Linked DNA regions of Sus scrofa: regions 2 and 3 are each linked to region 1. The links are chromatin contacts, called in public Hi-C and HiChIP or PLAC-seq maps. All regions are on one chromosome and are shown on one strand. Each heading gives the region's core, a stretch centred on a gene start, on an enhancer-like site or on the middle of the called end of the contact. The rest is flanking DNA. Distances are from core to core; before and after follow the strand shown. Region 1 holds the start of FAM168A (protein FAM168A). Region 2 holds the start of LOC100514530 (cytochrome c oxidase assembly factor 4 homolog, mitochondrial). Region 3 holds the start of RELT (tumor necrosis factor receptor superfamily member 19L).

Region 1 (3,629 bases), core at 675-3,174:
ATAATAGAAGACACTTCCCTCTCCTCTATTCTACCTTAACTGAAACCCCTCTCAACTTTACCCTTTGTGTTACTTTTAAATATGATCCTAATACAAATGAAACAAAAACAGCTTAACAAGTCCTCTAGAAAACAGTCTTTAATGTCCCTTCTCTGTCCCCTGCAAGGTCCCCCAACCATGGCCTCCAAAGCTGTCCATTTAAGTCCAACCCCCAACCCTCCAGTGTCTCTTGGAAGCCATCCCAATCCTTCCTCTCCAGAATCATTCAATCCACCCCTTCCCAGCACTGCTCACTGCCCCTCTCCATCCTCCCTGCCCCATCCATACCAGCAACCCCAGGTTTTTCCACTCCTTAATTAGCCCCAACGGCTACCTCACTATCAGCAACTACCTCTTGAGTCCTATCAGTTCATATCAGACATTTTCTCCAAAACTCCCTCGCCACCTTGGCCAAGGGATATTTTCTTCAATATATCATCCCCAACCTTGCTCACCACCTGCCACTGTTCCTTCAGTGTGTCCAGCCCAGAAGCATCTTGTGCGCCCTCTGCCCTGACCCCGACCCAGGGGGCCACCATGCCCCTTCCAGCAATTCTAAAATCACTCTAAATCCCATCCCACTGTGCTCTCCCCACCAAATGGCAATGCTTCTCTGCCCATTTTTCGGCCTAACTTATTTCCCCCCTCCTGCCAGCTCACCTTCACACTCCCTCATTGAAAGTCCCGCCCCCACTATTTCCAACCTCCATAAGCACTTCCCAGGAAACCCCCCAATTCTACCTACCTCTGCTCTCCTAAGCCACGCTATTCCATAAGTCGCAACAAATTCCACCATCCCCAGATGGCAAGCGCCCACTTCAAGCTCAGGTCTCAACCCAGGCCAAGCCCCTCACCCCCAGCTCCTACCACCTTCATCAGCCAGCCCGAGGTCCACCTCAAATTCCGCCCTCCTTAATTAACATCCCCCGAGGGTCCTACTAACCCTGTAATCCAACTCTCTATTCAAATAAACCCCCGACCCCGCAACCCGGCCCGGATCCCAAGCTGTCAATTGCTCCAGGCCAACCCCAAATTCACCACCCTCACGCAGTCCCCTCCCCCATTAGAAGCCATCCCCCTCCAGTCTCATCATCCATTTCGCCCCAAACCACCCAAATTCCACCCCAATCCTACAACCCCACGCTCCTGTCCCAGGTCTGGTCACTCCCCATTAAAAGTCCCCTTCCCTAGCCGCTCCCCCCCAACCTGCTAGTGTCCCACCCTCACCCCACCCCCAGCCCGCGCCAGGACAAGTCTCCCCGGCCAGCCCGCCGTTCCATCGCAACCTCAGCCCCCTTCCCCCAGCCCGCGAGGGCACTCCGTGCCCCGACTCTCATTCTCCCCAGTACCACCGGCCCAGGCTCAGGGAGAGCGGACCGGCGTTGGGAGGGGGGGGATCGCCTCACCGGTGAGCCGCTGCAGGCGAAAACGGCGGCGGCGGCGGCTGAGACGACGATGCCCTTGTCTTCTCTGAAGGCTACGGAGGCGACGCTCTCGCTCCCTCGCCCGTGTCCAGTAAGGAGGCGGATGGCGCGCAGGGACCGGGAGCCTCCTCCTCCTCCTCAGCGACTCGGCTCTGAATCCTCTGCAGTAGCCGCCGAGGAGCCCGACGGGTGGGGGGAGGGGACGCTGGGCTGCGGGCGAGGGAGGAGGAGGCTGAGGGAAGGGGCGGGGGACCGCTGAGAAGGGCTGGGAAGGAGGAGCCGGCGCGGCGCCGCGACACATCCCACAGCCTCAGCGCGCCTGGACCACAACTCCCGGCATGCCCCGCTCCGACCCGCGCTCAGCCTGCGCCTCCCGCCCCCGCACTCGTTGCGGAGGGACCGCTCTCTTCCCGGTCACAGACAATGGAATAAAGCCAGCTCTCCGCGGGGGGCTTTTGTAGACTCAAAGACCACATACGAGGGAAAATTAGGTCGCCCCGCTGCCCCATCCCCCAAAGGACCATGTTTGTGGCGTCTCTTCGCGGGCACGCGCACACTCCCATATAGACCCCCCCACTACCACCACTTCCCGCCGAACTACATTTCCCAGCATGCCCTCACAGCCTCGCGCCCTGCTTCCGGGCCCTTCTCAGACTCTGTACTACAGTTCCCAGGGAGCGTGGTTCTTGTGAAACGCTGGGAGATGCAGTTCTCAGTTCTTCCTCCATGTTAAGCCTAAGAAGTGAAAGAGAGAAAAAAGGGAAGGAAATATGCCAACCCATCGAGAACAGGCCTAGATAGACTAGTTCACCTTGGAGTCTGTACTCTTTTCGCCATCTCCGTCGCCACTGTCTCTCACTAGACAAACGCAGCGGCTCCTCCTGGTCTCTCTGCAAATCCGGACGATTTGGCACCTTGAACCCAAAGGAAAAAAAAAAGCGTACCTCTTGACGCAGCCTCATTACTTTTAAGAATTTACCTTAAAAAGAAAATCAACAATTTGGAAAAGATGAATGCACAAGGTTGTTATATGAGGTTGTTGATTATAGAGTCCATCCATAGGAACTGGTTAAAGTAAATTGCATATACAAACAATATACTACTAAGCAGCCATTCAAAATACTGATATGAATCTGTTTCTTGACATCAAAATCTATTCTAGAGCGGGGGAAATGCTAAGAACAGTATGTTTAGAATGATCCAATTTATGTGAAGCTTGGGACAATATAAGATTTCAGGAAAGAGGTTTCCCAAAATAATCTGTCATTATCTTGGAGAAAAGTGTCAGATTTCAAATAACTTTTATTTTAATATTGCCTGCATTGTTTAAAAAGAGCACATAAGTTTTTAAGCTTTTAAGACTATTTTCCAAAATATAATTTCCAAATTCAACAACAATTTGTCTTTGCTACCTAAAAGCTTTCCATGGCTTTCTGTTGCCCTCTGTGGTGATCCAAGACTGCCTGGTTTTTCTGTGAGCTCAGCATTTCCACTATTAAAACAATGAATGGTGGTCATGTAGAATCATAAAAGAACATTAAGTTAGTAGGGAGGGCTTTCTCAATTTTTATTGTCTCTTCTCAAATTTTTCCTTCTGGTCTTTCCACACCTATTTCCTCCTTTTCTCCTACTCATTCTTGAAACTCAAGCCAAAGTCCTACCCTCCCCAGAACATTTTAGACACATTGATTTTCCTTATATCTGAGTTCTTATAGCAATTGTTTCTACTCTTTAGGGATCACTGTGGGGAGGAGGAATGAGGCGGGAGGAACGAAGTTATTGTTAAGAGTCTACAAAGCAATACTTAAAGCATTGTCTGTAGACTGAATAAATAATCTTACACTTAAATATTGTTTCCTTCTGTGTGCAGCTTTTCTAGAACATGGAATGTTGTATCAGATGATTTCTGATTTAACATAAATCCTGCATTCGACTACAATATTTTAGATTTTATGTAATTTTTCCTTGCTATTCTGCAAGAAACACCAGAACATTTGAGTTCCCATCCACAGGCCTACCAGAAAAGCCCAGGTTGCTTAAATCAAAGGTTAATTTAGTCCAAGGTCCTGCTGCGGCCAATCGCTTCAGCAGCTTCACCCCACCTAAATCTAATTACACCCTTATGTCTTATGACTCATTTTCCCCAAAACAGTCATCATCTTTTTC
Region 2 (3,909 bases), core at 405-2,904, 210 kb after region 1:
GCACAAGGTAGCATACAGAAGGAACTGAAGAAAGGCAGCGAGAAATGACCTCAGCCTTTGTAACAACCATAGGCTGTAAATGAGCTAAGGCTCCTTAATGCCCCTCCTGGGTCTCTGATTCACTCTACAAATGATCACTGAGTACCTATCACATACCAAGCACTATGCTAGAGTTGAGGATACATGAGTGACCAAAACAGAGACAGTTCCTGCCTTTATAGAGTTTACAAGCTAGACAAGTAAATAGGTTATTTACTTGTGTACAGTGTGTACAAAAAGCGAAGATGGGGAACAGAGCAGAGGAATACCTAAGCCAGACAAGAGCAGGACTAGACACCTGAAGGCTTCCTGGAGAAAGTGATTTCTAAATTGAGACTTGAAGGATAAATAGGAGTTGGCCAGAGATATAAAGGATATTCCTGGTCAATGGAAGAAAACGATGGGGGTTCTGAGACAGAATTTGACATGAGAGGAACTGAAAGTTCTACATGATGAGAGAAAAGTGAGTACAGGAAAATTAATGAAACTGGTGAGATGAGAAAGTATCTGATCACGGCAAGGCCTTGTGAATCATGTTAGGGTGTTCAGAGAGCAAGTGAGAAGTCACAAGAAGGATTTAAGCACTCTATAGCCCTACACAAAACACATTTGCTTTGGAGGCAGTATAACCTAAGGGAGAGGGGAAAATGGGCTTCGAAAACAGACTTGGACTGGAAACAGCCTTGTCACTGACTCATTGAGTGTCTTTGAGCAAATTACTTCATAATCTCTCTTGAAAAAAAGATATCTACCTCACAGGATCAAGACTAAACGAGATAATGCATGTAAGGAGTCTGGCACATCCAAAGAGTTCAGTAAATGATAGCTCCTATTACTATACATGTTTCCTCTTCCTAAAAACACTGTGAGCTCTTTAAAGGCAAGAGGCAAACCTCTTAGAACAAGTACGGTAGGAAGAACAGTGCCTTGGATCCTAAGCCAAGAAATCCAGGTTTGAATACAGGCACCTCGCCTTGCTATGCACACGCATTAGCATGTAATCTTTTAAAGTGTCCTTCTAAGGTAGTATTTAACTCGCAGAGTTACTGTACGGATTAATATGCTAATAAGTGATATGTGCTTAGACTACAACAGGACTCAAATAAATGCTGCCTTTTCTTTCCCCACCACGACCCGGCTTCAGTCTTTACTGGATTAAAAAGAGAAAGACTTTTGCTTAGGGAAGGCTCGATGGTCGGCAGCTCGTTCGCGGAGGCCAGCGTGGACTAGGAAGGCATGGAAAGAATGGAAAAGCAGAGAAATCCAGGCGGCAAAGTTACTTAAAGTCCTCTCCCCACTACAGAGCGTACGCATGCGCGCGCGCAGCCGCCGGGCACATCCCGATTGCGCCCGCTATGCTTCACCGCGCTAGGACTTGGAACACAGTGCTCACCCAACAGGCCAACTAGAGGACCCAAGCGCGCCCTCCTGCACAACGGCGTCAATTTTGCAGGCAATTGGAACTCTTCCGACCCTCCCGTCAGGAACAAGCCTACTGTGAGATGCACGCGCCTGCAAAGGGGTAGGGAGGGGAAGAGGACCCCCCCCCCGCCACATTTCATTGGTGGCCTCTTGGTGTAGATCCCGCCCTTCGTTCTGCACGCGTCGCCTTCGGGGGCACCCACTTCCGGGGTAGAGCGGAAGAGGCGGGCTGGTGGAGGCGGGGTCAAGATGGCGGCGCCTTTGAGGATTCAGAGCGACTGGGCTCAAGCCCTCAGGTGACTCCAAGTCCAGGACTGGGACGGAGGAGGCGAGGCGGGTAGTGGATGTTACCTCTGCGTTATCGAGAGCCATGCCCGATCCAGGATATCCATAGGAGTTAGTTTATCGGTTGTTGAGGCCTAGAAATATGTTTCAGACCCTCATGGTCAGGTTTTCATTCTCAGAAGAGCCGTGCTGAGGCCAAGGAAACTCATATGCTCCGTGTGATCCCAGAGGCAGAATAGGATCAGTGAGTTAGAAAAAGACAGGAAAACAGGAGGCAGGAAGACTCTTTGCAAGTAGTCATGGTCATTTAGCAAATATTTATTGGTCCTCAGCTATTTGCAAAAGTCCGAGTATACTCACCACCACCACAATAACTTTGAGTGTGTGATGGAATCCTTGCATTCTCCTTGGCCCTTAGTAGTCATGTTTTACAATTCCATTGAGGAAACAGTGTAATGCCTACCTTGTCTAGGTTCTGACCTAGATAAATATTCGGTGGAGTTCAGATGTGTTCTCTAAACTTAAGGGGTGGTTCCTGCTCTCAAGAAGCTAACAGCTTAAAAAAAAGTAGCAGCAGCTAACAGCTTAATTGGAAACGCACAGCAAACCATTTATTCACTTAACATATATTTATTGGTCATATACTGTGTAAGTTATGGTGGGCACCAGAGTGAGTACAGCAGTGTCATGAATGGTGCTTTTTTTTTTTTTTTAAATAGCTGCCCCTGCTGCATATTGAAGTTCCCTGGCCAGGGGTTGAATCCTAGCTGTAGTAGCTGTAAACTGTGCTGCTGCAGCAACACTGGATTTTTTTAACCCACCAGGCCACAGTAGAAACTCAGGCAAATATTATTACTAATAAGTTTTTCAAATTGAAACAGTTGTGAAGATTAATAAAACATAGTCTCCTGTGTTTAAGAAACTTACAGCTTACTAGGTGGGCTGAAATAAAAACATGTTACTGTAACACAGGATGTGTAATAGGAAGAACAATGACATTTATTGAGGACCACCAAGTGCCTTTGAGAGAACACAGTCCAGAATCAGGAAGTAACTTGCCCAAGATTCTGCAGCTAATAAGCATTTCATCAAATATTTAATGAAATATTTGAGCTTCATTGAGTCAACAAATCTATGCATTAAACACTTAATCTGCAGATATTTCTTCAAGTAAACAAAGTTTGTCTATGCCTAGATGAGATGTTAGATTAGATCATGTCTGAGTACTGTGGCCAAACTAGAAATTATGCAGTCTTTCTCACCTGCATCAGTAGCATCCTTTTTGACACTGAATGAGCCTAAGTAGATTTTTATCTCTCTTCATAGGAAGGATGAAGGGGAGGCCTGGCTGAGCTGTCACCCCCCAGGTAATGTCTTTAAATCTGTATGACTTCCCTTTAGAGAAAGGATTTACTACCTCTGAAAGAGAGCTTCCTACTTTCTCCTGGCCCAGACTCCTTGCACAGTGCTGAGTCTTCAAATGTTCTTCATTCTGTGTTGTACTGGTGTCATTCCAACTCCATTCTAGGGGAAGGCCTTCAGATTGGTTTTCAATTTGGAAGGCAAGACTTGTTCATGGAGGCATTGTCGATGCATTTAATGAGACTCTTTTATTGTACTCTAAACATTTATATAGCTTCAGTTATGCCCTTCCCTGCTCATGATTCCTAGATCTATAGCTCTAGTTCTGACCTCTCTTCAAATTCGAGAGATTAAGTAGTTGTCTGCTAAATGTTTCTGCTTAAAGCTCTCATAATCGTCTTTAGGTTATCAAATCCAAATCCTGAAAGCTGAGCACTTCTGTTGTCAAACAGGTTCTCGTTCTTGATTTTCTCAGGTTTTTTGTTTTTGTTTTTTTAATTAGAGTATAGTTGGCTTGCTTACAGCGTTGTGTCAGTAGATTTTCACAGTTCTTAGGTTACCACCATTCTGGGATCAGAGTAAAAAACCTGGTCATTTCACCCTGCCACAGCCAGTGCCCAAGCGATGTTATTGTTCATCTCAGTGACATTTCTGTCTTATTTCCATCCATTGGTTTGCAGTCACTGTGGTAACATTACAATTTTTTTTCCTTCTAATTTGTGAGAAAGTTTCGTTTCACTGATTATTTTTCATTTCAGAGACTCTTGATGTCTTTATATAATCATATAGTCTATTTCAATG
Region 3 (3,970 bases), core at 994-3,493, 240 kb before region 1:
CTGGCCGGAGATAATAATCAGGCGCCCTCATACCCGGGGCGGGACGGGGTGGGATTTGCGTGGACTGTGGCTCTGGGAGACCTGACTCTACGGAGCTGCAGCCTGAGAGCCCAGAGCTGCCAACCAGTCACCCCAGCGGGACAGGAGGAGCCCTGGCTCCTCCACCCCTATCATTTCTCCTGGCTCCGGGAACTGCTCACCCTACCACAGGTCGGGCAGAAAGCCTCCTCACACAGAGAACTGGAATGACCTCCAGGCAACAAGCTTGGCAGCCTCATTATCTGATGGGGAAGCAGAGGTGGGGAGGGATTTGACCAAAGGCTCTTGGAGAGCTGGCAGTAGAGACAGGCCTGGACCCTCTGTAAGGACCTCGGATCCACAGCCAGTGCCCCTCGACCAAGAGGCAAGGAGCCCCATTTAGTCTACTGAATGCATGTGAATACCACTGTTTGAGCTCCAGAACTTGTGCCCGGGGCATAGAAGCTCCCCTTACAAAGAAAATATTTGCAGGGGGAGTTCCCATTGTGGCTCAGGGATAACGAACCCAACTAGTATCCGTGAGGACGTGGGCTTGATTCCTGATCTTGCTCAGTGGGTTAAGGATCCAGAGTTGCTTTGAGCCATGGTGTAGGTTGCAGCTGAGGCTCAGATCCCGAGTTGCTGTAGTGCTGGTGTAGGCAGGCAGCTTGTAGCTCTGATTTGCGCCCCCAGCCTGGTAACGTCCATATGCCATGGGTGCAGCCCTAAAAAATGAAAACAAACAAAAATATTTGGGAGTTCCCTCCATGGCTCAGCAGAAATATACCGGACTAGTATTCATGAGGATGCAGGTTCAATCCCTGGCCTCCTTTGGTGAGTTTAGGATCTGGGGTTGTCATGAGCTGTGATGTGTCGCAGATGCGGCTCAGATCCCGCCTTGCTGTGGCTGTGGTGTAGGCCGGCAGCTGAAGCTCTGATTTGACCCCTAGCCTGGGGACCTCCTTATGCTGTGGGTGCGGCCCTAAAAAAGGAAAAGAAAGAAAATATGTGCAGGGATAGAGGACCTCCTGGGCTGCTCTAGCCCCCTCACCAGGTCCCCAGTGTGGGCCTTCTCCGGACTCCCTCCTGAGATCACCCCTGCCGTCACCCAGCCCTGGGGGGTCTCCATTAATTTATGAGGGACCTGGGGCTCTGATCCCATGGGTGACCTGGCGCTCCTTCTGCCCTTCCTCCACAACCGGGGCCTGGCCCCGGGAAATGGAAACTCTTACAGTCCCTCTTGTCTGCAGGTATCCAGTTCTCCTCCCGGGATCTCCTGGATCCCGGGGACCTGGCCTTCCCCACCCCCTCACCTCACGGCCCGGATTCTATGATGTGGTTTACTTGGCATTCTCCCCCTCCCCCACAGTCTATCCCTAACAATTTATTTACCTTCCTCCATCTCTGCCATGGGCTGTGATTATCCAGATCCAGCCAGGTCTCTGCCCCCAGCCCAAAGCCCTCCCAGCCCTGCTGTCCTGGGAGGGCCACCTGGGATCCCCAAAATGGTACTCAATCGGGGAAGGCCTGACTCCTGAGCTGCGGCCTCCAGTTCTGGCCCATCGTATGGCACAAGCTGGGAGAACCATATGAAGAGTGCCCAGGGTCCTGGGTACCCCCCCCCCGCGGGGCACTCTGATAGCCGGCCCTAAGAATCTGCAGGGTGGGACAGCTGGTGGTAGGGAAGGGAGAGTGTGTCACCTGTCCTGTTGGAAGGAGAGGCTACCTTTCCGGGCAGAGAGCGGTGGGGTGGGCAGTGGAGACAGAAAAGGCCTCCTGGAGGAAGGAGATTTGGGCTGAGCCCCGAACAATGTGCAGGAGCCCGCCAAGTGGGCCCCCATCACAGATTCACTTTCCCCAGGCTATCGGGGTTTCCGGGGGCCAGCCTGGAATTCTTTGAGAGGCAAAGTGGGGTCGTTCTCCCTGGCTGCCAATTTCCAGGAGGAAAACGAGACCCGGGGAGGCGCATCGGTGGCCCCGTTTGCACTGGCAATGGTGACAGGTCTGCGAGCAGCATCCAAGTCTCCAGTCTATTTTGCATCTTGCAACCCCTTCTTTCTCGCTTTGGCGCCTGGCAGGAGGGCGCCGGCCCCTGCAGTTCTCGGGGGGCGAGAGAGATGGCGACACAGAGCAGCGCCGCGGGGCGGGAGAGCGCGAGCCCGGCAGCGGGTTCCAGGGCCCGGGGGCGGGAGGCGGGGGCGAGCCCGGGCTCTGACGTCGGGGGCGGGGCCGGCGGCCGTGACGCGCGGGGGCGGGGCTGCGCGCCTTCCCGGCCCGGCCCGGGCGGCGATTCATTCAAAAGGCGCGCAGCCGGCGCGGCCGCCCGTGCGTTCGCCGAACCCGGGCCCGGCTCCGCGTCGACGACCCGGAGCTGGGCTGCTGGAGCTGCCGCGGCGCGGCCAGGTAAGGAGGACGCGGAGAGCCCCAGGCCCCGAGGCCGCTCTTCGCGGCCCGGGCCAGAGGGCTGCGGACCCGAGCGGCGCCCCCTGCCTCCCCGCGTTCCCGAGGAAGTTCGCCGGCGCGGCGGATGCCGCAGCCCGGTCCCGGCGCCCCCCCTCGCCCTCGCCGCCCCCGCGTCCCGTCTTGGCGTCTTGCGCGCACCGACGCCCGCGGGGCCCTGAGCCCCCTGCCCCCGGACCTGCGCGTGCTCCGGCCGCGACTCCAGGCCCGGCCGTGCGCGGTGGGGAAGCAGAGGCGCAACTTGCAGTTTGAGGAGCCGGCGGACCCTGGAGGCGCCCTCGGCCCGGGAAACTTGGACCGAGACCAGGACTGGGTGCGGGACGGGACGGCGGCGCCCGGGGGCGGCCAGAGGGGTGGTTCCGAACGGTGTCAGCCCGTGACTGTGGGTGACACGGCGCGTGAGGCGGCCCAGCCCCGGCGAACGTGGGGCCGGGACCCAGCGGTGACGCCGGGCCGAACGGGAGACACAGAGGGGCTCTGTGTGCCTGTGACAGGCGGAGTGTGTGCGTGTGATTGTGTGAGAAAGAGCCCCCGGGTCCCTGCGGGTGACTCCGACCCCAGCCCGCTGCGAGAGGGCCCCTGGGTCACTGCGGTCACTGGGTATGTGTGCGGCCTGGGGCGTGACCAGGGCAGGGCCAGGGTCCCCTTAACGGGACAGAGTGTGCAATGGAGGGAGGGAGCCCCCAGAGGCTGGAAGATCCATGTAAGAACCGCTAAGGGGTCAGGTGGGGCCGCTGAGGGGTCAGGTGGGGCCGTGTGTGTGTGTGTGTGTGTGTGTGTGTGTGTGTGTGTGTCCCTGCATAAGAGGCCGAAAGAGGAGGGACCTCAAACACCTGCTAGCGTGGCGGGGGTGGGGGTGGGGGGACGGCAAAGGTCTCTCCAGGGCTGTCCCCAAGAAGGTGCCCCTTAGCTCAGTTTAGTTGGGGTGCGTGGATCCTGAGTGCCTTGGCTTGGCAGAGGGGTGCCATATCTGGATGCAACTGAGGAGCTGAGGGGCCTTCAGGTATCCACCTCTCTCTCTCTCTCTCTTTCTCACAGAGAGAGAGAGAGAGAGAGAGAGAGGGAGGGAGAGAGAGAAGGTCCGGGCGGCCTGGCACAGCTCTGGCCCCTGGCACCCTTCTCCCTGGGGCGGGCACAGGCCTGCTCTGGGACCCGCCCTGGCTGGGCCTCAGTCTCCCTTCCTGCACCTGAGGTGTCGGGCTGTGAATGGACCGTGAATCATCGCTGTGGGATCCTCTTTGTTTGGGGTCAGCTGTCTCTGTTGTCCCTTCCCTCCCTCAGGCAGGAGGACTGCAGTGGGGGGTGGGGGCAAGCTATCTGCTGGGGACAAAGTGGCCCGGGGCTGCACCCAGGTGCTGGTGACAGGGTTAGAAGCACAGCTCCACAGACCAAGCCCAAGATTCTGATCCGTAGGCATCGACTGGCCCGGGGCATGTCTTCAGCTCCCTTCATGGGAGCGGGGAGCAGGCGCCCCACGAGCCGTCTCTGAGAG

What was found. A called contact is a pair of places that touch in the nucleus more often than the background predicts. HiChIP or PLAC-seq counts read pairs in DNA pulled down with a chosen protein or histone mark.
Region 2: a Hi-C map of liver shows a contact between it and region 1, with 4 times the contacts expected there. The contact joins the promoter of LOC100514530 here to the promoter of FAM168A in region 1. A contact is called at or near these places in 1 of 5 promoter capture datasets (liver) and 1 of 47 Hi-C or Micro-C datasets (liver).
Region 3: an H3K27ac HiChIP or PLAC-seq map of skeletal muscle shows a contact between it and region 1, with 2.4 times the contacts expected there. The contact joins the promoter of RELT here to the promoter of FAM168A in region 1. A contact is called at or near these places in 1 of 47 Hi-C or Micro-C datasets (embryonic fibroblasts) and 2 of 2 datasets of contacts at active chromatin or transcription factors (alveolar macrophages and skeletal muscle).

What each region holds. Positions count from the first base shown.
Region 1 is chr9:8,070,087-8,073,715 of Sscrofa11.1, forward strand. It overlaps FAM168A (protein FAM168A), which reads right to left and starts at 1,925. Exons shown (of 8, transcript XM_021062480.1): 1 at 1,446-1,925.
Region 2 is chr9:8,279,515-8,283,423 of Sscrofa11.1, forward strand. It overlaps LOC100514530 (cytochrome c oxidase assembly factor 4 homolog, mitochondrial), which reads right to left and starts at 1,655. Exons shown (of 2, transcript XM_003129636.4): 1 at 1,433-1,655. PAAF1 (proteasomal ATPase-associated factor 1) reads left to right here and starts at 104. Exons shown (of 12, transcript XM_003129635.4): 1 at 104-1,757; 2 at 3,073-3,113. The coding sequence starts at 1,711.
Region 3 is chr9:7,831,144-7,835,113 of Sscrofa11.1, forward strand. RELT (tumor necrosis factor receptor superfamily member 19L) reads left to right here and starts at 2,244. Exons shown (of 11, transcript XM_003129644.5): 1 at 2,244-2,421.